Linked DNA regions of Mus musculus: all the other regions are linked to region 1. A link is a contact called in public ChIA-PET, HiChIP or PLAC-seq and promoter capture Hi-C data. All regions are on one chromosome and are shown on one strand. The core of a region is the stretch at or near the end of the contact, and the rest is flanking DNA. Distances in the headings are between cores, read along the strand shown.

The links. Promoter capture Hi-C pulls out the DNA fragments that hold promoters and counts their contacts. ChIA-PET counts read pairs in DNA pulled down with a chosen protein or histone mark. HiChIP or PLAC-seq counts read pairs in DNA pulled down with a chosen protein or histone mark.
Region 2: an HNF4G HiChIP or PLAC-seq map of pancreatic cancer cells shows a contact between it and region 1. The contact joins the promoter of Map3k5 here to the promoter of Tnfaip3 in region 1. A contact is called at or near these places in 7 of 39 promoter capture datasets (the SN4741 cell line, cranial neural crest, frontonasal cranial neural crest and 4 more) and 8 of 115 datasets of contacts at active chromatin or transcription factors (astrocytes, embryonic forebrain, embryonic stem cells and 5 more).
Region 3: a contact with region 1 is called in an RNA polymerase II ChIA-PET map of memory CD8 T cells, with 46 read pairs. The contact joins the promoter of Pex7 here to the promoter of Tnfaip3 in region 1. A contact is called at or near these places in 14 of 39 promoter capture datasets (the 3T3-L1 cell line, 3T3-L1-derived adipocytes, the HPC-7 cell line and 9 more), 3 of 484 Hi-C or Micro-C datasets (3T3-L1-derived adipocytes, liver and pro-B cells), 9 of 115 datasets of contacts at active chromatin or transcription factors (T-cell acute lymphoblastic leukemia, astrocytes, bone marrow-derived dendritic cells and 6 more) and 1 of 9 other capture datasets (adipose tissue).
Region 4: a contact with region 1 is called in an RNA polymerase II ChIA-PET map of memory CD8 T cells, with 33 read pairs. The contact joins the promoter of Slc35d3 here to the promoter of Tnfaip3 in region 1. A contact is called at or near these places in 7 of 39 promoter capture datasets (the 3T3-L1 cell line, 3T3-L1-derived adipocytes, cranial neural crest and 4 more) and 4 of 115 datasets of contacts at active chromatin or transcription factors (astrocytes, double positive thymocytes, memory CD8 T cells and 1 more).
Region 5: a contact with region 1 is called in an H3K27ac HiChIP or PLAC-seq map of thymic regulatory T cells, with 4 times the contacts expected there. The contact joins the enhancer-like site here to the promoter of Tnfaip3 in region 1. A contact is called at or near these places in 2 of 39 promoter capture datasets (the C10 cell line and pre-B cells) and 1 of 115 datasets of contacts at active chromatin or transcription factors (thymic regulatory T cells).
Region 6: a promoter capture Hi-C map of pre-B cells shows a contact between it and region 1, with 4 times the contacts expected there. The contact joins the enhancer-like site here to the promoter of Tnfaip3 in region 1. A contact is called at or near these places in 1 of 39 promoter capture datasets (pre-B cells), 1 of 484 Hi-C or Micro-C datasets (B cells), 2 of 115 datasets of contacts at active chromatin or transcription factors (the 230-238 cell line and large pre-B cells) and 1 of 9 other capture datasets (liver).
Region 7: a contact with region 1 is called in an H3K4me3 HiChIP or PLAC-seq map of bone marrow-derived macrophages, with 3 times the contacts expected there. The contact joins the enhancer-like site here to the promoter of Tnfaip3 in region 1. A contact is called at or near these places in 5 of 39 promoter capture datasets (3T3-L1-derived adipocytes, the C10 cell line, embryonic stem cells and 2 more) and 3 of 115 datasets of contacts at active chromatin or transcription factors (bone marrow-derived macrophages, large pre-B cells and pancreatic cancer cells).

Annotation. Positions count from the first base shown.
Region 1 is chr10:19,013,987-19,017,061 of GRCm38.p6, reverse strand. Tnfaip3 (tumor necrosis factor, alpha-induced protein 3) reads left to right here and starts at 1,652. Exons shown (of 9, transcript NM_009397.3): 1 at 1,652-1,909.
Region 2 is chr10:19,932,973-19,935,798 of GRCm38.p6, reverse strand. Map3k5 (mitogen-activated protein kinase kinase kinase 5) reads right to left here and starts at 1,273. Exons shown (of 30, transcript NM_008580.4): 1 at 725-1,273. The coding sequence starts at 1,193.
Region 3 is chr10:19,906,125-19,909,197 of GRCm38.p6, reverse strand. Pex7 (peroxisomal biogenesis factor 7) reads left to right here and starts at 1,524. Exons shown (of 10, transcript NM_008822.2): 1 at 1,524-1,739. The coding sequence starts at 1,625.
Region 4 is chr10:19,850,109-19,852,911 of GRCm38.p6, reverse strand. Slc35d3 (solute carrier family 35, member D3) reads left to right here and starts at 1,453. Exons shown (of 2, transcript NM_029529.3): 1 at 1,453-2,328. The coding sequence starts at 1,890.
Region 5 is chr10:20,004,108-20,007,157 of GRCm38.p6, reverse strand. The region is part of intron 2 of Map3k5 (mitogen-activated protein kinase kinase kinase 5); the gene reads right to left. Among named protein-coding and RNA genes, the nearest start is that of Map3k5, 71 kb to the right of the region's middle. Within about 2 kb of position 1,502, at least 85 of the 459 cell types and tissues checked have an H3K27ac peak or open chromatin away from gene starts, as enhancers often do. A contact at or near this core is called in thymic regulatory T cells, where this site is marked.
Region 6 is chr10:19,658,394-19,661,445 of GRCm38.p6, reverse strand. No RefSeq gene overlaps it. Among named protein-coding and RNA genes, the nearest start is that of Il22ra2, 38 kb to the right of the region's middle. Within about 2 kb of position 1,270, at least 19 of the 459 cell types and tissues checked have an H3K27ac peak or open chromatin away from gene starts, as enhancers often do. A contact at or near this core is called in the 230-238 cell line, B cells and pre-B cells, where this site is marked.
Region 7 is chr10:19,874,264-19,877,114 of GRCm38.p6, reverse strand. The region is part of intron 8 of Pex7 (peroxisomal biogenesis factor 7); the gene reads left to right. Among named protein-coding and RNA genes, the nearest start is that of Slc35d3, 24 kb to the right of the region's middle. Within about 2 kb of position 1,579, at least 17 of the 459 cell types and tissues checked have an H3K27ac peak or open chromatin away from gene starts, as enhancers often do. A contact at or near this core is called in bone marrow-derived macrophages and liver, where this site is marked.

The DNA.
Region 1 (3,075 bases), core at 403-2,902:
AGCCTGTAATAAATATGTCAGGAATTTAAATTGCTACACTGCTTAAGTGTCCGAAGCTGAAAACATCTGTAAAGAAGAAGACAAATACTGGCAGGTTTTAAATAGAAACGGAGTAGGGAAGGACCTGTGTGGGGAGTGGGGCTGGGGTAATGGCCATTAGACCTGTCCTGGGGTAGTGGCCAGTACTCTTGCTTCAAGCCTCTCATTACAAATAGAAAATGCTGTCCTCTAGCCCAGTCACTACTGGGGAAAGAAGCACATGTCTCTAGTTCAAACGGGCAATATACAGTCTGGCAACTTGGCAAACACACTTGAAGTCCCAGTGGCACTGAGTATTTCTATCTGGTTTGCGCTATTTTCTAGGAATCCTGCCAGGGGACCCTAGAGATACACACTCACACACACACACACACACACACACACACACACACACACACACACAGAGTAAATTAATCACACTAAACACTATTTAAAATAACATCAGGTCACTCCGCAGACCTCCCGTGGTCCCTCAAACAGATCCCGGCTCCTTTCCGGGAAGAGCCTCACACCCTGCACCCTAGCCCCAGCACAACCACCCAGAGAGCTCTGCTCAGCCCCTTGATGTATCAAATGTGGCTGACCCTTGAGGTCTTATCTCTAGACTGCCTGGAGGTTTCTTTGTCACAGAGTTTCAATGTCACCTTCTCAGAGTGGCCCTTCCTGGCCAGTGAATGAAGCCACCTCAGTTTCTAGTGTGTAGCTCTGCAGAGAGTATCCCCACCCCACCCCACCTCACCCCCATACACACTCCACTTTCTCCAGAAAGGTAAAAGCATTTTCGCTTCTTTCTGCAGAGCTCAAGCCCCTGTCTAAGTGAAGCGAAGCTTTCTCCCCTCTCAAGAAAGGCAAGTCGGGGATCAATCAGGGCATTGTGGAAGGCTATCCTCCATTGGCTTCATGGGGCGAACTAATTCTCAGGCCAGCCAAACAATACTTAAGAAAACAACTGTAGAAGGATCGGGGAAAGCCAGCAATAAACTTGAAGAAATTTCTAAACTTTAAAACGCTCCTTGGAACAGGGAAATAAAGGAGAAATGGAGGGTGTGTAGGAGTGGGGGTGGGGGAGGCGAATCTAATTCTCTCTGAAATTGACCTTGCCCCCCCCCACCCCCCGTAACTCAAAAACTGCAGGACCATGGGGTCTGATCTCACTCTGCACTGCATCCAACCTGAAGCTGACACATGGCTTGGAGAACCCTGCCGCTTTTTCTGTCAATTCCCTTCGGGACCCTGCGGAGGGCTCTTTCTGAAGTGCTCATCACGTGCACAGCCCAGACTTCAAAGCCAAGCTTCAAGCCTGAGGTCCTGTGTGTCTGGGTGGTTTTTTGGGTTTTCTCTCTAATTTCCCTTCCTTTTCACAGCTGATTTTCTTCAGAAAAGAAGCTATAAAAAAGAACCTATTGCATTTCCAGTTCCCATCACCGCGATTTCCACATGGATGTGACGTGGAAGGCAGCTTCCGAAATGCCCAGGTGACTCACGCGGGGACACCCCGGGGCGGGACCTAGGAGTTTCTCCGGGCGGGGCGGGCACGGCTTAGAGCGCCCTCTGCCGGTCGGCGGCGCGCCACGCGGGTCACGTGACTGGAATTTCCATCGGAAATCCCCCTGTTGGCAAAGCATACAACTGAAAGGCAAAAAAGGGAACTGCCCAGTCTGTAGTCTTCGGAGCCGGAGGCGGAGCGGTGAGCCAGGCCGCCGAAAGACGTGCACACCCCCTCAGCCAGCGAGCCCGATCGGGTGTCCATGGGGCTCCGCCTCGGCCCGACCCCCACCACGACCCGGACCACGATCCCGGGCTGCGGCGCGCGCCAGTGACGGCCGGCCGGCCACTTGGGCTCTGCGAGGGCTCCGCGCGGCCCCAAGAGGTGAGCGATGCTCCGGCTGCGGGGTGCACGGCTAGCAGAATGCGGGGGTCCTCGGTCAGTGGGGTGCACTGCCAGCCAGATTCGGGGTGCACGGCCAGCTCAGTGTGGAGCTGCCTTGCGCTGGCTTTGCAGGGATCCTGGAGTTGGGGTATTGTTGGCCGGAGTTGAGGTCCCGGTGCCAGGTGTTTAGGTTGACAGCCCGAAGTTTCTTCAGCCGACTAGTTAGCTAGCTATTCCTTTTCGATCCTGCAGGGTGACAGGAGCTGCAGCTGGCTGATGAATAGTCAGTCACCTTTTGGGTTCCTAGGTCGTGTGGTCGTGGGTGACACCCCCCCCCCACTTGGAAATCAAGTGCAGCGTGTTCATAGGCACGTAGACCTTGCAGAACCGCGTTGGGCTTTTTTCCCATATTGTGCACAACTGGCCCAACAGGGGATGGGTTTCTCAGAGGCCACCAAATCCAACTTGGAGACTTCGGTCAGCTAACCTTTCAGTGATCTGTGGGAGGAGGGTTGCGGGGCGGGAGGTGGAGGGGAGGGGCGTGCTTTGAGATTGCCACTAGGTCTCTAGTTGCCACAGTTTAAGAAGAGTATGCATGCAGAAATGATTCTCTGGCCTGCTTGTTGGGGACTCCACTTTAGGTGGCATGTAAGACTCCCTGCTGCAGCCCCGACTCCACACTGAGATAGTGTGTTGTCAGTCCGGGTCCGTTGTCCCACATCCTGCCACCTGGCCTCTCAGGAAAGCTGAGGTATTAAGAGCTCTTTTTGGAGCATGCTTTGTTTTCTCCTGGTCTCTGATCTTTCTTTGGAAAGCTAGTCTGGTCAAGTGGGGGCACCGTTTGGAGAACTGATCACAGTTAGTTAGCCTTCTGATGTCCCAGATTATTGAGCAACTGATCCGGTCTCCATTCTTATTGTCTGAGATGCTACTTGGATCTTTTGCAGTTCTTTGTATGGATTTGTTTTGTTTTGTTTTGCTTTGCTTTGCTTTTTTTGGAGGGGTACTTCCCAACAGTTGCCCGAGGTATCTGTTGATAAATAATACATAAGTTTCCACATCGCAGACAAAAAAAAAAATCTGTTCAGAGTGGAAAAATAAAACTGGGGGAAAGACTTTGATGAGTAAGTTCTATAGAATCTTATTGATCCTGTGACAAAAATTGG
Region 2 (2,826 bases), core at 24-2,523, 920 kb before region 1:
CACTCACCACAGTATCTGAGGTAATTTTTTAAAAAAACAAACAAACAAACAAAAAACAAAACAAAAAAAACTGGTTCTTTGGGCAAGATTCTAACAAAGATCACACACATTTGGTGTGTTTCACGGTGCTTTTACTCCAACATATAGTTATTTGACCGTTCAAAGTAGTAAGAGAATGGGAAATTGAAGCCACCAAAACTCGAAGGTGAAATGAGTTGGGGAAGGTCAGGCCGCGCTTTGAAAACTCAAACGAAACTCTGCACACAGCTGGCTGCTTAGCATAAGGGCATTTCTGTACTCCCAAGACTGCACAGAGAACAGAACATCACTTCAGTGGGCCACAGGTGTGTGTTTGCAAAAGCAAAACCTACCCACCTCCTAACTGAAGAGAAGTGATTGAAGCAATTATTCGCAATGGTGGGAGGAAGTGTTTTTCCGAGCCTTGTACTTGGACCCAGGGTCTTCGCTGCCGGATAATGAATAAATCAGCGGAGGATCTCCCGCACAAATACAGTCACTTGCACCAGCACACCCTCAACTAGGAGCGGCCGGCCTGAATAGTCCTGCAACCACTCTTGCCGCTCTCAAGGTGAGGCGTGATGTAAATAGGAAGCTTGCTTCCCGCCCACGAAAAACAAAACAAAACAAAAATCCCCCCCCCCCCCCAACCAAGACAGCCAGGAGAAACCGGCTGGGCAAAGCAACGAGCCGAGCTGCCACTCACCTGCGTTGTAAAAACGGTCCAGCACGGCGGTTTCCCCGAAGTCCAGCTTCCCGAAATGCAGGGTCTCCAGGGTGGCGCCCACCGCCTCGCACGCCTCCCGCAGGCTCTGCAGGGCCTCGCTCTCCGCCACCACCAGCTGCCCCTGGCTCGCCTCATTGATCACATAAGCCACGGTGGTACGCCGGCCGCCCCCGCTGCCAGAGTTGCCCCGGCCTCGGGTGGCGCTGCTCCCGGGGGCGGTGGTAGGGCAGCTGGTGCCGGGAGCCGCCGCGCTCTCCACGTTCCAGAAACTGCCCGGCGGTGGCGGCGGCGGCGGCACAAGCAAGGGCTGCAGGCTCGGCTCTCCCTCCGCCGCCGTCGCCGCTCCTCCTCCCCTCCGGCAGCTGCCGCCCTCCGGGATGGTGCAAAAGCCCACGGACGCAAAGGGCGGCACGGAGAAAGTGATGCCCTCGCCGGCTTCGGTGCCCATCTCTGCCTGCCGGGCTGCCACGGCGGCGACCCCGGAGTCCCCAGCCCAGACGCACCGTCTGGCTAGCCACAGCTCCGGGCTGCTCCGCGCGCGCCGGGCTAGGCAGCTGCCATCGCGCGCCGCGCCTTCACCGCCCCGCCGCCGCCTCCGCTCGGGCGCCCTGTCCCCCGGGGCCACGCCGCTGCCCGGCGGCGGCTCGCCCCTCCTCGGCGCCTCCGTGGCCACGCCGCTCGCCCGCTGCAGGGTGGAGAGTCCACGGGGTGGGGACGCCGGCCGCGGCGAGCGGGAAGGGACAGAGCTTCCTCCTCTTGGCGGGCGGACGAGTCGGCGGCCAACCTGCGCAGCCCGGCTCAAGGGCGCCGCGCTCGGGGAGCCGCGAGCTGTCGCCTGCCGAGCGCGGGCCGGGCGAGGGCGCCCTCTGGGTGCCGGCGCTACCTGGAGAACACCTTACGCGCGGTGGGCGGGCTACCCCGAGCCGCGTCCCGGAACCTCCGTGGCCGCTCCCGAAAGGATCCGCCTCTCTGCTCCGCAACAGCTCCCTTGCACCGACTCCGTCTCCTCCACCACCACCTCCTCCTTCCTTCCTTCCCTTCCTCTTTCACCGGTTCGCCGCGCCCTCCGAGTCCCAGCGACCGTCTCGCAGCCGCCCGTCCTCTCGGCTACCCGCCTGTGGCCGCCCACTCGTTGCAGCACAGAGAGCCAGGGCCCGCCCCTGAGGAGGGCGCTGCTGGGAAGCTGCAGCCTGGACCGAACCCACTGCTCCGGGACCTCAGAGAACTGGGAAAGAGGGCTGAAACCCTGTGCGCGCCTCGCTGCGGGACGGCGCAAAAGAAGAGTCTCTAACCCGCACTGTCCCGGTCAGCCCGCCAGGCGTTTGCAGCGCTGGGCGCAGCCACCGCGCCTCGCTCGTTCTGGTCCGCTCGTGGGCAGCGCGTGGCGCTGGATGCACCGTGGCAACACGCGTGCCGAGAGGCGGGAGGATCCAACAAGCGCCCTACAGCCCAGGCCTCAAATGGAAAGTGGTTTATAAGTGACAGGGGCGCTAAATTTAGAAGTGGTCGGCTAAATTTATCGTGGCAGCCGCTGGTACTTTTCATTGTAAAATTTCCAGTTGCTTACGCTGTTATCGTTAATGAGTAATTGATTGGCTCCATTGCCGAATGACTTAATACTCTCATATATCATCTTAAAGTCACCCCTTCCTCAAAATGCCAGATACCTAAGATAGAAAATGCATGGGAAAATTATCATTCAGAGTTGAAAGAGAGAAGTTAACTTATTTCATTTTTTAAAACTGAACCATACACAAATGAAAAGGCTTGATTGCTTTAGTGTGATCAAAAAGCTCCCGCTTATTTTGGGAAGCAAAACCAGATGTGTAAATTCCCAGAGAACTCTCCCAGAATGCTGTAGGTCATGTCAGGAAAGCCAAGGCAAGCTGCAATACGTAAAGGATTTGGATTTCCTAACTTGAGGTTAGTAAGCCAAAATGTAAGAGGCAAAATGTAAATTGGATGTCAAACTCCCCAAAGCCTTACTTAACACAGTATTAAGTAAGGGGAATCTGGGGGCGAGGGACACATTCAGACCAGAACACTGCCCAATTCTTAAATTGTTACAGTATTTTATTGAT
Region 3 (3,073 bases), core at 275-2,774, 890 kb before region 1:
TATCTGTCTTCTCTCATTCCATTCTCTTGCTAAATAAAAATAATTTCCGTGGTTTAAATATTATCTACATGCAAGTAAGAAGGCTTGGCTGGACTCCATTGTGCTGTATTCAAGTACTGCACACAGTACACAGTCAACATGCAGAACTGGAGTTTATTAATGCTCCATTGTCCTTATTTCAATAAACAATTCCTGTGTCTAGATAAGTACTATACTAAGAGTTGGAAACCATTTAAGCTTTTTGTCTTCATTTGACCCTTAAGCGTACCCTCTCCACACCTTTCCATAATTCTCAACAAAACACTATTACCCAACTATAGCATCTTCTGCTTGAGTTGTTGCTAAAGTCTCTAACTGTACTCCATTGCCAATCTCTAGCCTCCAGTTACTGTTGCTTGGGAATGATAACTCACTAAATGATCCATATCTGAAAACTTGCACAGATCTCTATTATTTAAGCTGCAGCACAGTTCCTTGGGCATGGGGTACAATACAAGAGTTCATGTTGGAGCATTTGATTTTCTCTCACCAGGTGGAATCTACCCAAAGTGCTCTTTCTCTATCAGGCTAGACTGAGTCCTGGCAGCTACCATCCCTTGCGGTTTTAGGTTTCCTGGGTTCTTCACCCTTCTCCTGATCCCACAATGGCTTCCAACTTTTTAGTTAGAGAAAGTCATTTGTATGAATTCACCCTAGATTATCTCCTTTCTAAAATGTTCCCTGACACCCTACCCTAAAAACATCTGTGTATATTCATCACAGCATCAATAGCATTTTGATTACACTTGACAGCTTTCAAGTCTTGTAATCTCTTGAGCTCAACCACGTATCCCAGTGGGTCTTTTGAATGCAAAAGTCTAGCACCAAGCTTGGTACATGACTTGGTCTGTGCAGGTTGACTGGTTTAATGATTAACAAGTCTCTTTCACTCTTCAGTGTTTGGTTTGGCAAACTGCACATTCATCTACCACATTGCATATGCTTGGCAAACATTTGAATGAAGAAATTAATGAGCCCAAGTCTTCCTTAATTACTGGAATATATCTGCATAGTGCAACTAACTACATAAAACCTATAGACCGCAAATTGCACATGATAATAGTCCTATCCTTTAACTTCATTGTTGTCTGGATTCAAATTACCTTGGGCAACCTAGTACTCCATTCGTTGCCCTTGGACTCACTAACTGCTTTCCGAGTTTGTTGTGGCTTTTATTTCGTAACCATCAGGAAAATGTCAGAATAGCAAAGTTTTAAAGTTCAAGCAATTAATAAAAACACAAGGTTTTTATTTAAAAAAAAAACATGGAGGTTGCAATTAAACGTGAACAACTGTCTGAAGTGACTCCTAGCGAGTATCTTCTCTTTTAGGTCTAGAATAATCTCTGAAAGACCAGTTGATTTTAGTTAGAGCAAATCATTGGATTTTTGCCCAAAAGAAAAATGGTCCTCGCGGCGTCAGTTCCCTTTTCTATGTAGCCCAATCAAAATCTAGGATTCCGGGCGTCGGCGTCGTCACTTCCGCCCGGCCTTCCTGGACTTTCAGTGAGCCGCAGTGGGGCACTTCTACCTCGAGACTGTTTCCGCGCTCGGGCCGGGAGGCCGAGTGACGGCGGGCGAGCGGAATGAGCGCGGCGCGGACGCTGCGGGTGCCCGGCCGCCACGGCTATGCGGCCGAGTTCTCTCCGTACCTGCCGGGCCGCCTGGCCTGTGCCGCGGCGCAGCACTACGGCATCGCGGGTGAGCGCGGGCCGCGCCTCCGGGGCGGGCGTAGGACGCGCCGCTGAGCGCGCGGTGCCGCCGCCACCGCCAGGGGGCGACAGAGCTCGGCCCTCCCTCCTAGGTCCCCCTTTCTGCGGAGTTGGCATTGGAGCCCAGGGGAAGTCTACAGCTAGTCCTTTCCCTTCTGTAAGAAGGATGCACTTGTCAGTACTTGCAAGGTGGAGTCAACAGAGCCACCAGTTCAAAGCCATCCTCAACAGAGACTTAGGGAGACGCTGGCCCTTTCTTGAAAAAGAAAAAAAAAAAAACTAGAAAATTCTGTGCTCGCTTTTAGTTGTTCTAGGGGAAGTGGATAAATGTGCAGAGATGTCTAAGTGCTCAAGCCATTTATTTTAACTTATACCCCATCTGCTGTTTATGCACAGGAGCAGTGTATGGCAAACCATTGCATAATGTCAGTGATCTGTAATACTTGTTTACTGCAGGAAAAAAATACGATTTCTGAAAAGTAGTGGTAAATAAACTTGTTTCCGTATAGTTTGTCCATTAGTGCTTAGTGCTTTCACGGTTGGGTTCACAGTTCTTGGCCATCAAACTTTAGACTTTTATAAAGGTTTCTTACAAGAAATTGGTATAATTAGGAATTGTTTTCTAGAGATTTTTTGTGTGTGTGTCTGAGTTTTTTGCTTGTATGTATGTCTGTGAACCATGCCTGGTGCCAGCTAAGGTCAGAAGAGAAGATTCAAAGAGGGTGTTGGATCCATTACTGATGGTTGTCAGCTGCCAAGTGGGTACTGGGATTAGAAGCTGGCTCTGCACATGGAAGGGGTCGGGTCTCTGACCTGACAGTTGACTTTTTTTTTTCTTCTTCATCAGTTACGTTTAAGTGGAAGATCTTTAACACTTTACCCACCTCACTGATCACAAAAACTCAAAGCGAAATTCTGTGAAGACTCTAGTTTGAACAGTTGAATGTGCATGTGAGCATAGTAATTAGTCATCTTACCTTGTAAAGTTCAAGTGCAGATTCCCTTTGAACAGATGTTAATGGAGTGTGAGATGGGGGAGAGAAAGAGACATTAGTCTTTCAGCAAAAATTATTGATTGTTGGCACATAACTGAAGTTAATGTTGTTTTCAACACCTGACCAACGAGTATATGGTATTTCCACATATACTGTCTTAAAATGCTGTGATTGGTGTGTTCTGCGTGTATCAGCAGGGGAGAACCACAGTCTTGGGGGTTTGTAAGCACAAGCCTTCCTTGTCTTCTGTTATTAGCTCCAGCTTGAAAGGTTTGCGTGCCTAGCACCAGGCCCGGTGTGAGTTGGCACTCTGATGCGTTTCCCCAGA
Region 4 (2,803 bases), core at 204-2,703, 840 kb before region 1:
TCCTGCAAAGTCAGCTTTGCGGGGACCCATACTTACCTGAGTGCACACCTGTCAGGGACACAGCAGGTGGCTGTGCTGGGCGCTAGCCTAAGCCTGCCTATGGCTGAGATGGTGTGCTTTCTCACGAGAGCACCCACAATACAAAAGCTGGCCCACATGAGAAACTGCAGTGAACCTGGTTCTAATTCCTGTTCCAATTTCTTCCTCCTGCTGAGCTTATAATCCGTTTCTACATCTGTACCCCACGGTTGGGTGCATCATAGAAGTGGAAAACCATAAAGATAAAAGATTTCGAGGAAATGTACCCATGTGCCCAGGCAAGGAGATGTGGTGTTTAAAGGTTTGAAATTCCAGTCGTTAAGAGATGAGACCCCAGTGACTGAAAGGGACGTGACACAGAGACCAGAGACCTCAAATCCTTAGCTTCTCAGCGGAAGCTTGGACATCACTATAAATTTTAAATAGCATGGGAAAAAAAAAAAAAAAAAAAAAAAAACGACTGTAGCTGGCAATTACAGAAGCCAAGCTAGTGGCTCTGCGCTGCTGAGTTTTCTGAGGGTCAGAACGTAACTTGCCTGCAAGTGAATTCAGATCAAAGCCTCACTGGGGTGGGGGTGGAAGGACCTGGAGCGAGTGGGGGTGGGGGTAGTCACAAAAGGTAAAGTAGGGAGGAACACATGCGCACTTTTCACAATGGGGCAGAGGAGTGCTCTCTGGCGAGGGAAAGTGGTACCCACACAATCCTACTATCTGAAGCCGGTTCCCTGGAATTCAAAAACCGTTCTCCGGAACACCTGGACAGGGTGGAGTGTCTATGGTTCATCCTTGCGTCACACACCCTCTGCTTTCTCCCTTTCGTCATTTCAGCAGTCCATCTATCTCTACCTGGCCTCTGGGCTCCTTCCCCTCACGCTCCTTCACTGCTAGTACTATCAGCTTGCCCTCGGTTAGTGTCTGCTTTTGCCTATTTTATATCTTTGCCTAAATTAAGTGTGTCCCTCCATTCCCACGACCCGATGCCCAGACGCCATTCTCCATAAGGAAAGCTCCTGCAGCGCCACGCAGGATCTCAGGACCTTTTCTGGGAGGGGCGCAGAACCCAAGCTCACAGCCTGGCACCAGAAAAGGCCAACTTCGGGGCTCCAAAGCACTCCCCAGCAGCTGGTTCTTTTAAGGCCCTGGGATCTAATGTCAGGGGGCCCGCCGCCCTCCAGCACCGACGTGTCTCATTTCCCGTGCAGCGCTGAGAGAGACCGTGGGTGGAAAATCCGCTGCAACTCGCGGGCCACCGGGCTGGGGGCGCCGTCACTTGTTGCGACCAATGAACGGTGCTCAGTGCTGGAGCGTTGTTTCTAATACCGTCTTTAGCTGTGCAGGGGATCCCCCAGCACGCACCCCGCTGCTCTGCCACTGTGGGAAGGGAGGAGGTGCCGCGCCCGGAGAGCCGACCCCGGTGGGCGCTGGATGCCCCAGGGAAGCAGGCTCCACCCGCCCCGCGGCAGCCGCCTCAGCAGGTCCAGTCCGCACTCCGCAGAGCATCCTTCTGACCCAGGAACCACACGGGACACAGCTCATCAGGGATCCTCACCTACTTCCAAGTCGCGGTCTCTAGGATTCCCGCCACTCCTCTCACACCCGTCCCCCACCCCTGCCACTTTTCGGAGTCCCCCGCCCCCGCCTCCCGGCATCTGCGGGGCAGTCGCACGCGGAGCTGCTGAGCCGGGAGGACGCCCGGCTGGAGCTGCCCTCCGCAGCCCAGCCCGCACTCCCTGCCCTTCGCTTCGTCCCGCCGCCCGGCCCGCGCCCCCGCTGCCCTCGCTCTGCGCCTCCCCGCCGACCTCCTGCGAGTCTCGAGCTCCGCCACGGCGGGGTACGGCGGGGCCGGCGCGATGCGGCAGCTGTGCCGGGGCCGCGTGCTGGGCATCTCGGTGGCGATCGCGCACGGGGTCTTTTCTGGCTCCCTCAACATCCTGCTCAAGTTCCTCATCAGCCGCTACCAGTTCTCCTTCCTGACCCTGGTGCAGTGCCTGACCAGCTCCACCGCCGCGCTGAGCCTGGAGCTGCTGCGGCGCCTGGGGCTCATTGCCGTGCCCCCCTTCGGCCTGAGCCTAGCTCGCTCCTTCGCTGGGGTTGCCGTGCTCTCCACGCTGCAGTCCAGTCTCACTCTCTGGTCGCTGCGCGGCCTCAGCCTGCCCATGTACGTAGTCTTCAAGCGCTGCCTGCCCCTAGTCACCATGCTCATCGGTGTGCTGGTGCTCAAGAACGGCGCGCCCTCGCCCGGAGTGCTAGCGGCCGTGCTCATCACCACCTGCGGCGCCGCCCTGGCAGGTGAGCGGGACCCGCGTCAACCCTGGTCCACCCAACCCACCCGGTAGAGACCGCTGGGACCACTCGGTGCAACGCCCTCACTGCCAGATGGGGATACTGAGGCAGGGAGCTTTGAGTGGTCCTTGGGATCACAAAAGGGACTTTTCTTCTGAGACCCAGCGCAGCCTCTCTCAGCCTTCAAGCCTCCTCCATCAGCCCTGCCCCCCAGGTGTCCAGGCTTCCGCCACCCCACCCCCACCCCTTTCCTCCCCCACCCGGGTCTTTCTTGTTCAGCCCCTTCCTCAGGAGGGATGGAGAGTCGCCAGCGCAGAGAACTGGAGTCCAGCCCTGCACTGAGCCGGAAGGAAGGGGGCCGGGAACTTCCTCGGATCACGCGGGGTTGGGGAGCTGGAGAGACGGGAGTGAAGCCTGAGCAACCTGGGCTCAGTACCCGGGCCCTAGGCAAAAGGAACCGCCCCGGGGCTCAAGGGCAGGA
Region 5 (3,050 bases), core at 253-2,752, 990 kb before region 1:
TATATAAAAATGTGCACCTGAAACCCAGATTTAATGTCCAACTTCCTAGACAAGGTTTAAAGGAAATTAAGTTCCTCTGTCCCTGCAGAACAAGATCACAGGCCAAGGGTGGCACAGAACGGCTTGAAAGGGCAATGACGGTAACTAACCAAGGATTAACCACACTGCAGCATGTGGCAGAATCGCCTTTACGGCTGACTAAGGTTCCATCAGTCGTACAGAATGCTCACCCACTTGCCATCAAAATACAGCTTTGCCACTCCCCCTTTTCAGTTATCTTGTTTCCTAGAAACACAGGCATACAAATATTTCTTTCATGTCTTGCTCTTAATCCTTTTGTGTACCCAGCCAGAAGGAAGATTGCTGGATCCTGCTGGGAATCTATTTTTAATGTCCTAAGGAACTGCTCTGCTGTTTAAAAGCAGCTTATTTTTAAGAGATGACTTAATGACGTTGTTACAAATTTGGGTTTGTGCACATGAGATTTCTAGTGTCACTTCTAGAGAGATGCTGATCAGATGGCGACCAGAAGATAATAGAGAGGGCATGTGGGGTCAGTCGAAACACACGCACCATGTCCAGCCAGAGTATGTGGTAAACACAGACAGACTGCCACGGACAACAGTTGCATTTGGCACGAGCTGCATCACCATCGGCCATGAGCTTGCTCATCTCGGGAGAATCATTTCCTCTACCGTGGAACAAGTGGGAGAAAAGCAGATGCTCGCTCGGAAAGAGAAAAAGATGCATCTGAGACCTCCAGTCACAGCCGGAACAGGAGGGAAAAGAAACTAACAATATTTGGGAATTCAAATGCCCAAAATGTATTCAGTTATCCTGGCGTACATAGGCATAGACAATCATTTCCTTCAGAACTGTTAATTATCAAGTATTTCAATATAAAATGTCTAAAATATGAGCATGTGCCTCCCCTGTGTACTCCCTAAACTTACATTACATCAGAGATGTGACTTCTTACCCCTCACCTCAATCCCTCTCCTAACAGGTAATTATTCTCAATTCCCAAGCACACTTCTACCCATCCCTAATGCAAACATTTGATGCATAGTCATGCACATTATATTTTAGATAGCTGCTACGATGCCTTAAACATATACTATGATTTCACATATGACCATAAAATATACCGATGTACATCTGTAGCATTCTAGTTGACCCACCTTAAGAGCTCTATAGTAGTCCATTAAATAACTACCACAAGGTATTTAGTCATTCCCCTAGTAGGTATTTACTCTTTCCTTTGCAGAGAAGGAGAATTATAAACTACGTTACATAGAACTCCTTGATGGTATTTCCTTACTTGTGTGAGCCATGTTTTCTACGATACATATCCAGGGTCAAAACTGTCCCATCTCAGGATGTTATTAGTCATTGCCAAACTGCTCTTTTAGAAGTTGTGCCAATGTATCTCGCTGCCGCCGGGAGAATGTCCTGGTTACCCTCCTGGTTACCACAGCGCTGCCTGGATTACAAGTGGGTTTCTGGGTTTCAGTTTTGGTTTTGGTTTTGGTGCAGGGCTGCAGAGGCAGCTCTTGGTAACTGGTCCACACCCCAGGCATCTATGAGAGCCTTTAGCATCTAACCATCTTATGCTGCTCATCAGTGTTTGTTTATTTCTTCATTCTACTCTGTTGTACAAGCAGATCCAATGTGGGTAGGAGGTGTCCTCAGATGAAGGGAAGGAGAAAGACAAGAAGCACAGGGGCTACGGGTTTTATCTTAATAGAATTGCTGGTGATGAAAGAAATGGTTGTTGGGACCCAGAGAAACAATATCCCAGAGTAACATGCTATGTTGGGCACTCTGAACTAAAAGGTAGTCTCAGAACCAAGGTCTCTCTGACCTTAGTGTGTGTGTGTGTGTGTGTGTGTGTATGTATGTGTGTGCGCACGCGCACTTCTGTGTCTGTCTCTCTATGTCTCTGTTTCTGTCCCTGTGTCTGTCTGTCTGTCTCTCCCTCTCTGGAGTGCACTCCCACCTCCACCTCTCCCCACCCCACCCCCAATGTCCTTATCTATTTAAAAAGCCAGCTCCTCTAGAAGATCAATGAGCAGTAAGAAAGTCTAGAATTGAAACCACATGGCACATTCGGAGCCCAGGTGAATGTCTGTTCTTAGGCCTATTTATCACCCCTAAACGTATGTGTCATTCAATGCCCTGGATGCAGCTCAGTGACAGAGTACTTGGGCGCAACATCATGCCCTGGGGTGAATATCCTGCACAGAAAACCAAAACACTGATAACCATCCCAGGCAGAGGAGAGGCTTGGAGGTTAAAGGGCTTGCCATCTAAGTTTGAGGACCTCAGGTCAGATCCCCAGAAACCTACATGTGTGCCGGGTGAGCACAGCCCACCTGTGATTGCTGTTTCTAAGTAGCAAGACCAATGTTGCTAACAAGCTTTGGGTTTCACTGAGATATCCTACCTCAATGAAAAAATGTATACATCAACCCTGGGCTTCTATATGCACACTGAACCTATGTGCAAGCATCCATATACATGTTCACAATGTAAAGATATGCATATACACCCAAGCATCTCTCTCTCTCCCTCTCTCTCTGTCTCTATCTCTCTCTCTCTGTCTCTCTCTCTCTGTCTCTCTCTCTCTCTCACACACACACATACACACACACACATACATACATACATACACACACACACACACACACACACACACACACACACACACACACACACACACACACATGGAAAAAAACCCATCCACTCCTCCTCTAAAACTAAACATGCCCCTACTCCCTTCTCCCATGAAGAAAATATTTATGTTTTAACTCTGGGCCCTTCTTTGATTTTACATTCTGTGTGATCCTGGGTGCTTGCACATTATTAAATATGTATGCCTCTTCCTACAATCTGTTGTCTGCCTCCTTCTGTTTTGGGAGACTCAGTTATCATGCTGTTGGAGATGAGGAGGGACTTCTTTTTGAGGCGTGCATCTGCTCCACAGCCAGGGAGCCTGTGGGGTCCAGACGTCTGCTCCACACACTGAGTGATCCCTGACCATTTTAAAT
Region 6 (3,052 bases), core at 21-2,520, 640 kb before region 1:
AGAGACATACACACACAAAGATATACACAGAGAGAGAGAGACACACATTCAGACAGAAGCAGAGACATACATATAGAGAGACAGACAGACAGACAGACACACAGACACACACACACACACACACACACACACACACACATACACACAGAGACATAGAACAGCTTCCCATTACTCAAATCTGTGAATGTTTTCATAGCTGACTATGGCCCATGTACTCCCATTCTAATCAAAAATAAATATTACTGTTCTTTCAAGAGTTTCCTCTTGATATTTAAGTTGATAAAAACATGTTCTAGGTACCCACCATACCAACTTTGTGTTTGAACACCACCATATACCCAAGAGAAAACAAAACAACTGAGAAAGCAAAAGATTTCTTATGCAGATGTTAAATGTTTGAGGACACTAATTTCCAATATACTCAGCGGCCTTAAAGTTCCATCAGTGATCTTCCAGTATAGTTCCTTGATCTGAGAACACACCGACTGAGTGTATTTCTTTGAGTTTTTTGCTCCCTATCCGTGGGATTAGTAGTGTATTAACAAAGCCTGTGTTAAGTGGTTGAAACAGTTTGCACACACCGAGCCAGGGCCCTGTTGGGGTCTTCTCATCCTCTACTTCAGCCATCTCCTTTTTTTTTTTTTGGAACCCATCCACTTGTCTGAATATCCACTATTATTCCTTCATTGGTGTTCCCTTGACTGTTGGCATAATAAAGTGACAGGAAACACCATAGATGCTCACCAAAGGGTCGTAGGCAGAGAGTCTCAAGTGGGGATGGCTGAGTTGTAGAGTTGGCCATTCTAGGTGATTCTTACCATTGCGTGAATTCAAGACAAATAAATTTAACAAACATGAGAGCAGAAAGGTGCTCTTGTGATCATTTGAACCAGTAGATCTTAAATCGGGGCTCAACCTGGGTCTCAGTCATTGTCTCTGGACTTGCTAGAGATACAAATCATTGCAGAATGAATGGGCCTCTGGAGTGGGCCTGCTTCCTGCGCTGTAACCCACTTCTCGCCCAGATCCTTCTCCTCTGGCTGTGCACAGTGTGGGAATTCAGGTGGTAGAGGACTAATGCGGCCAATAGTCTTCAGCTCCCTCTCTCTTCTCTCAGGGTGGTAGTTATTGTCTGCAGATAAGGGTTCATGTTTGTCAAGGTGGGCCGCTAACTGAAAAGAGGCTACCGGAGAGCCATGTCCTGTGGTAAACCAAGTGCTGATAATGACACTTTGGTAAGAAATCCCCGGGGAATCCAGACACCAAGACGACCTGGTTCCCTCCAGACAGCAGAGATGTTTCACTTCCCAAGCAATGTCAGCTCTGCTTCCGGTGGTTAGGTGCTGTTCACTCTTCTTGATGTAAGACTCTTCTAATTACTGCCATGGAAGAAGTGGCTGAAATAGCCACCTGTGGCAGATGTTGCTGCAGTTTAAACATGCATCTTTCTGTCCCACTGGTGGGGAAAAAAAAAAGCAGGGGTCAGCAGACAGTTCAGCCAGTCTTGCTCCCAGCCTTCCTGACCTTCAATTGGTTGGCTCCAATTTTCTCACTGGTTCTAATACAAGCAAAATATGCTCTGCCACAAAATATTTAGTATACTCTTCTTAAAATAAGAAACAAACTCAGAAAAGTTTAAAATTAGCAAGATCATTATGAAGGTTGCACAAAGAGCTCACATGTACTACACATCTAGTTTTCTACTTTTAGCATCAGATGTTAAGGTATACTTGTTGTAGTTGATGACCTAAAATCAATTATTACCTAAAGTCTCTCCTTTTCAAATAAACACAGCTTTATTTTTACCTAGTGCTTTGTTGTTGTCGCTCCTGGCTATCATTCAGGATAACACGTTAAAAGGAATTAGCGCGTGATGTTTGGGGCCCAACCTAGCACACTGAACTGCTACAAGATGGTGTTCTCTGATGCTATCAAAAGACCTTTGTCTGATTCAGGAGTCTGTCTTCTGCCAGCATCTACAAAGTGCTGAAAAGCTCACTTGGACGCTTCCAAGTAGATTGAAGATCGCATCGTCTACAGTTCCTGACAACTCTTCTGTCCTTCGGTAAAGCACTGAAAAACACAAAGGCGGAAACCTTCAAATTTATAGATATTTAAAGTAAGAAAATTATGGAAGCTTTCTTAGGAGTGACTGTAAAATGCTACCGGATTCATAAACAGAGTCAGAAAAGAATATGTTAGCTGAACTTAAAAACTCAAGTAATATAAGGGTTTGAAGAGTTATAATTTTTACCAACCTAATTTTAGAATATCTTCACCTTCCTTTCAGTCAAGGAGCCCATAATATTTATATATACTATACTGAAGAAGTTTGAGGCTGAGATTTTGCTGCCATCTATCCTGGAAGGAAATTCTCTTCCTGTTTATGAGACAAATGTATTTGTACTTTGGTAGAAAACTGAACATCTTTGTCCAAAGAGCAACCTTTAAGTTACTTTGTCAGTGAAGCGCTTGTTTTGGAGACTCAGAGGATAAACAACAGCCTTCTGGTTTGCTCTCTGTTTATGCTTCGTGGTTTAGAACTGGGCACATTTGATATTTATTGATTTTGTATTAGAGGATCCTGATCGAATGCATTGAGGGACTGATTTCAGCCGTGGTCTAACTTTAGTTTTAGACAGGTTACTCTGGACGTATATGAAAATTAGAAGGAAGGAGGCAATAGCAGGCCTTGCATGAAACAGGAAGTCCGTGACACACCTTGATGGCAGCCAAGACCCTTTCCTACCTTCGCCAGGAAATAATTAGTCTAATCTGAGAACTACAGCTGGCTTAGACAGCAGAAGGCTGGAAGCCTGTGTGTGAGATTCCGTATACTCCCACGATGTGAGGACTCCATCACGAGTGGATGTGGTTTGTTCTTTCAAGCCATAAAGCAGGAGGAACATTTCACGACTAGATGCAATGCAACCACATCCTTTGGAACTTAGGAAAGCCAAATAAACCCCATCTTGATACTCACACCTTTCATTTTAAAAGGTAAACTAGCTGAGTGTGCATGACTGAGTAACTCTTTTTCTTTCCAGACCTG
Region 7 (2,851 bases), core at 330-2,829, 860 kb before region 1:
TTCCAGCCCCTCTTGGGGGCGGCTTTCCTTTCTTTTCTTCATACTTCCATGTCCTGTCACAAGAAAAGAAACAGCATTGTTGGTCTGCTTTTTCTGTGTTTCTCTCTTCATCTCTGTCTGGCTCCTCATGTCTCCTCTCTTATTCTCTGTCTGGCTCCTGGCTCCTCCCTATCTCTGTGCCCAGTGCCTGCTGAGTAGGGAGTTACGGTAAGAAAAGAGAGCGGCTGTAAGCTATACAGACAGTCTACCACCGTGCGGCCCTGGTGGATGAATCCATAGCTGTGCGGCTTCACAGCGGGAGCATTAAGTATTTCATGTGGTGTAGCTAAGGAACAGTCAGCCCAGCTGGGCAGTGGCTGTGAGTCTAATGATTCTTACTGTTTGGACGTGATGCTCTTGCTAGAGAGTATCATCTGCTGCCTGTTGTTCTGCAAAACTCTCCCTAGCTCTGAGTCCCACTTTCCCAGGGGAGTTAACAGTCAAATGTGCTGTTCTTGTGACATTACTGATCAAGATACTGATATTGATACTATTTCATAAGTGGGCCCATGACTTCATCTTGAGTCTTAGTGTCGGATTTTTAAGCAGTCAACTTCTTTTGTTACCACAGGGATGTCCAGTTTCTTGAAATTTACTTGAAAAATAAAATTTTTCCAATTTTATTTCTCTTTACTAAAATATTTAAGATTGAGTTGCACAAAGAGTCATGAAAGAGGTTTCATGAAACCTCTTTCATGACTCTTTGTGCACATACACAATGAGCTTTATGGGAACGTTTTCTTTACTCCTCCTGTTGAGATGTGGCATTCTTTATCCATCATCCTGCATGCCTGTGGACCGCAGCCATGAGCACTCCCAGAGCCAGCCTCCCATCAGCCTAATGGCTTTCTTTAATTCATCATGTACTCTAGGCTTGATGCTTGCTGTAATGAATGGGAGCTTGCCTCTTGAAAATATTGATCTGATTAAGGTTTTAATTGAAATATTATAATTAATTCATTTTGACAGAGAAGCTAAGTCTAGAATTTTTATAATGTTTCACCTTGAACATTGTAAGCATGGTATGACTTCTGGATATTTGTGGCTGTTTAAAAGTCATCTTTGAAAACTGCTGAATAGTTTTCCAAAATTAACCATTAATTTATTTAAACTTAATTTTTGTTACAGTTATTAGCTCCAGAATCAAAACCAAACAAAAAAACCAAATAGCTTCCCGTTGGTGCCGATCATCGAGCATTTAGATGCTGATAAGTATGGATAACTTTTACCTCGTTGTAAAATTGTTTCCTAGGCTATGATTTTTATCTCTAAGCTCCCCTAAAAGTGGTAAGAATCAAATAGTGGGCCCATGACTTCATCATGAGTCTCAGTGTTGGATTTTATGTGCCATTAAACAATCGAGTTCTTTTGTAACCACAGGCATGTCTAGTTTCTTGAAAGTCATTGCAGAAGATGTGTTTGGTGACAGTAGGAGGTGAGCACTTGAGTTCATGCCAGCTAGCAAGAGACAGTGCAGCGGCTGAGAGCGAGCATGAACTGAGTGCTTACAAAGATACTAAACGAAGGAGGAAGTTTCTGAACTCTGTTATGGACGTTTACATTTATGCTGGCTCATCATTTCCTTAGGGTGTTGGTTTTAAATGCAAGTTGTTTGCCTAATGGAGTTTTGGCATGGGCTTTAGCATATGGAATTTTCTATGTTCCAGAAGGTAGGGGGCTGAGTTGGTGCAGGCCTGTGTTAAGCTTCAGAGTATTCATCAAAACTACCCAGAGAATCCTAGATGGTGCCTCTGCATGATCTCCTGAGCTCCCCTGATTGAGTAAAGAGGTAGATTAGACCATTAGGTATGGTATCGAGGATTTCGAGATTGTCCCTAGCTTAGTCCCTAAGCTGAGAAATGAACTTATACATCTGTATGTACCTTGAAATTTGGGTGATGATCAAAAGCAGATGTATAAAAGCAGGTGTGTGTGTGTGTGTGTGTGTGTGTGTGTCTGTCTGTCTGTTTGTCTTGAGACAGGGTCTCTCAGTGGAACCTGGTTCTCTGGATTAGGTTAGACTGGCTGCCATTGAGCCTCCTGACTTTGTCACCACCATATCATGTCTGGCTATTTACATGGGTCCTGGGAGTGGCACTCGGGTCCTCGTGCTTGTACGGCAAACGCATTACTGATTAAGCTATCTCCCCAGACCCTCACACAAAAGCACCATCCATGGTGCTACCTGAGTAACCTTGCTGAAGATAAAGTGAGACTCAGGCTTGGATCATCTTAATTTTTTTTATTACTGGGAAGAAGGAGCTAACATTGTATTTCATTGCGTTCTATTAATAATGTAGAAGAAAACAGCCTTGTAGGCAAAGATAATTCACATGAAATAATAGCGTGTTACTTTACCTCTGGGACTTTATCTCTAACGTATTTGTTCCTCCCCAGAGTCTTGATGGAGTCAAAAGAGTGTGAATAAGTTCTCATTTGTAGCGGTCTTGGGGCAGTGATTCCCACAGTACCATCCTGGGACAGCCACCTAACCAGCACTTAAGACTTGTTTCTTCCAAAACTTCTTGGGCAATTCCAGAGCCTTTCAATTTGTTTGTACTTAGTCCTCCAGGTGATTCTGATGTGAGTTTAAGTTTGAAAACTAAAAATCAGTGATGCAGTTGCTGGGTCATGCCTTCCTCTACAGTGGGGACTCAGTCATTGACTTTGTTTATTTATTTGCTTGTTTGTTTGTTTGTTTTGAGACAGGGTTTCTCTGTGTAGCCCTGGCTGTCCTGGAACTCACTCTGTAGACCAGGCTGGCCTGGAACTCAGAAATCCACCTGCCCCCCCACCCCCCCCCACCCCCAGT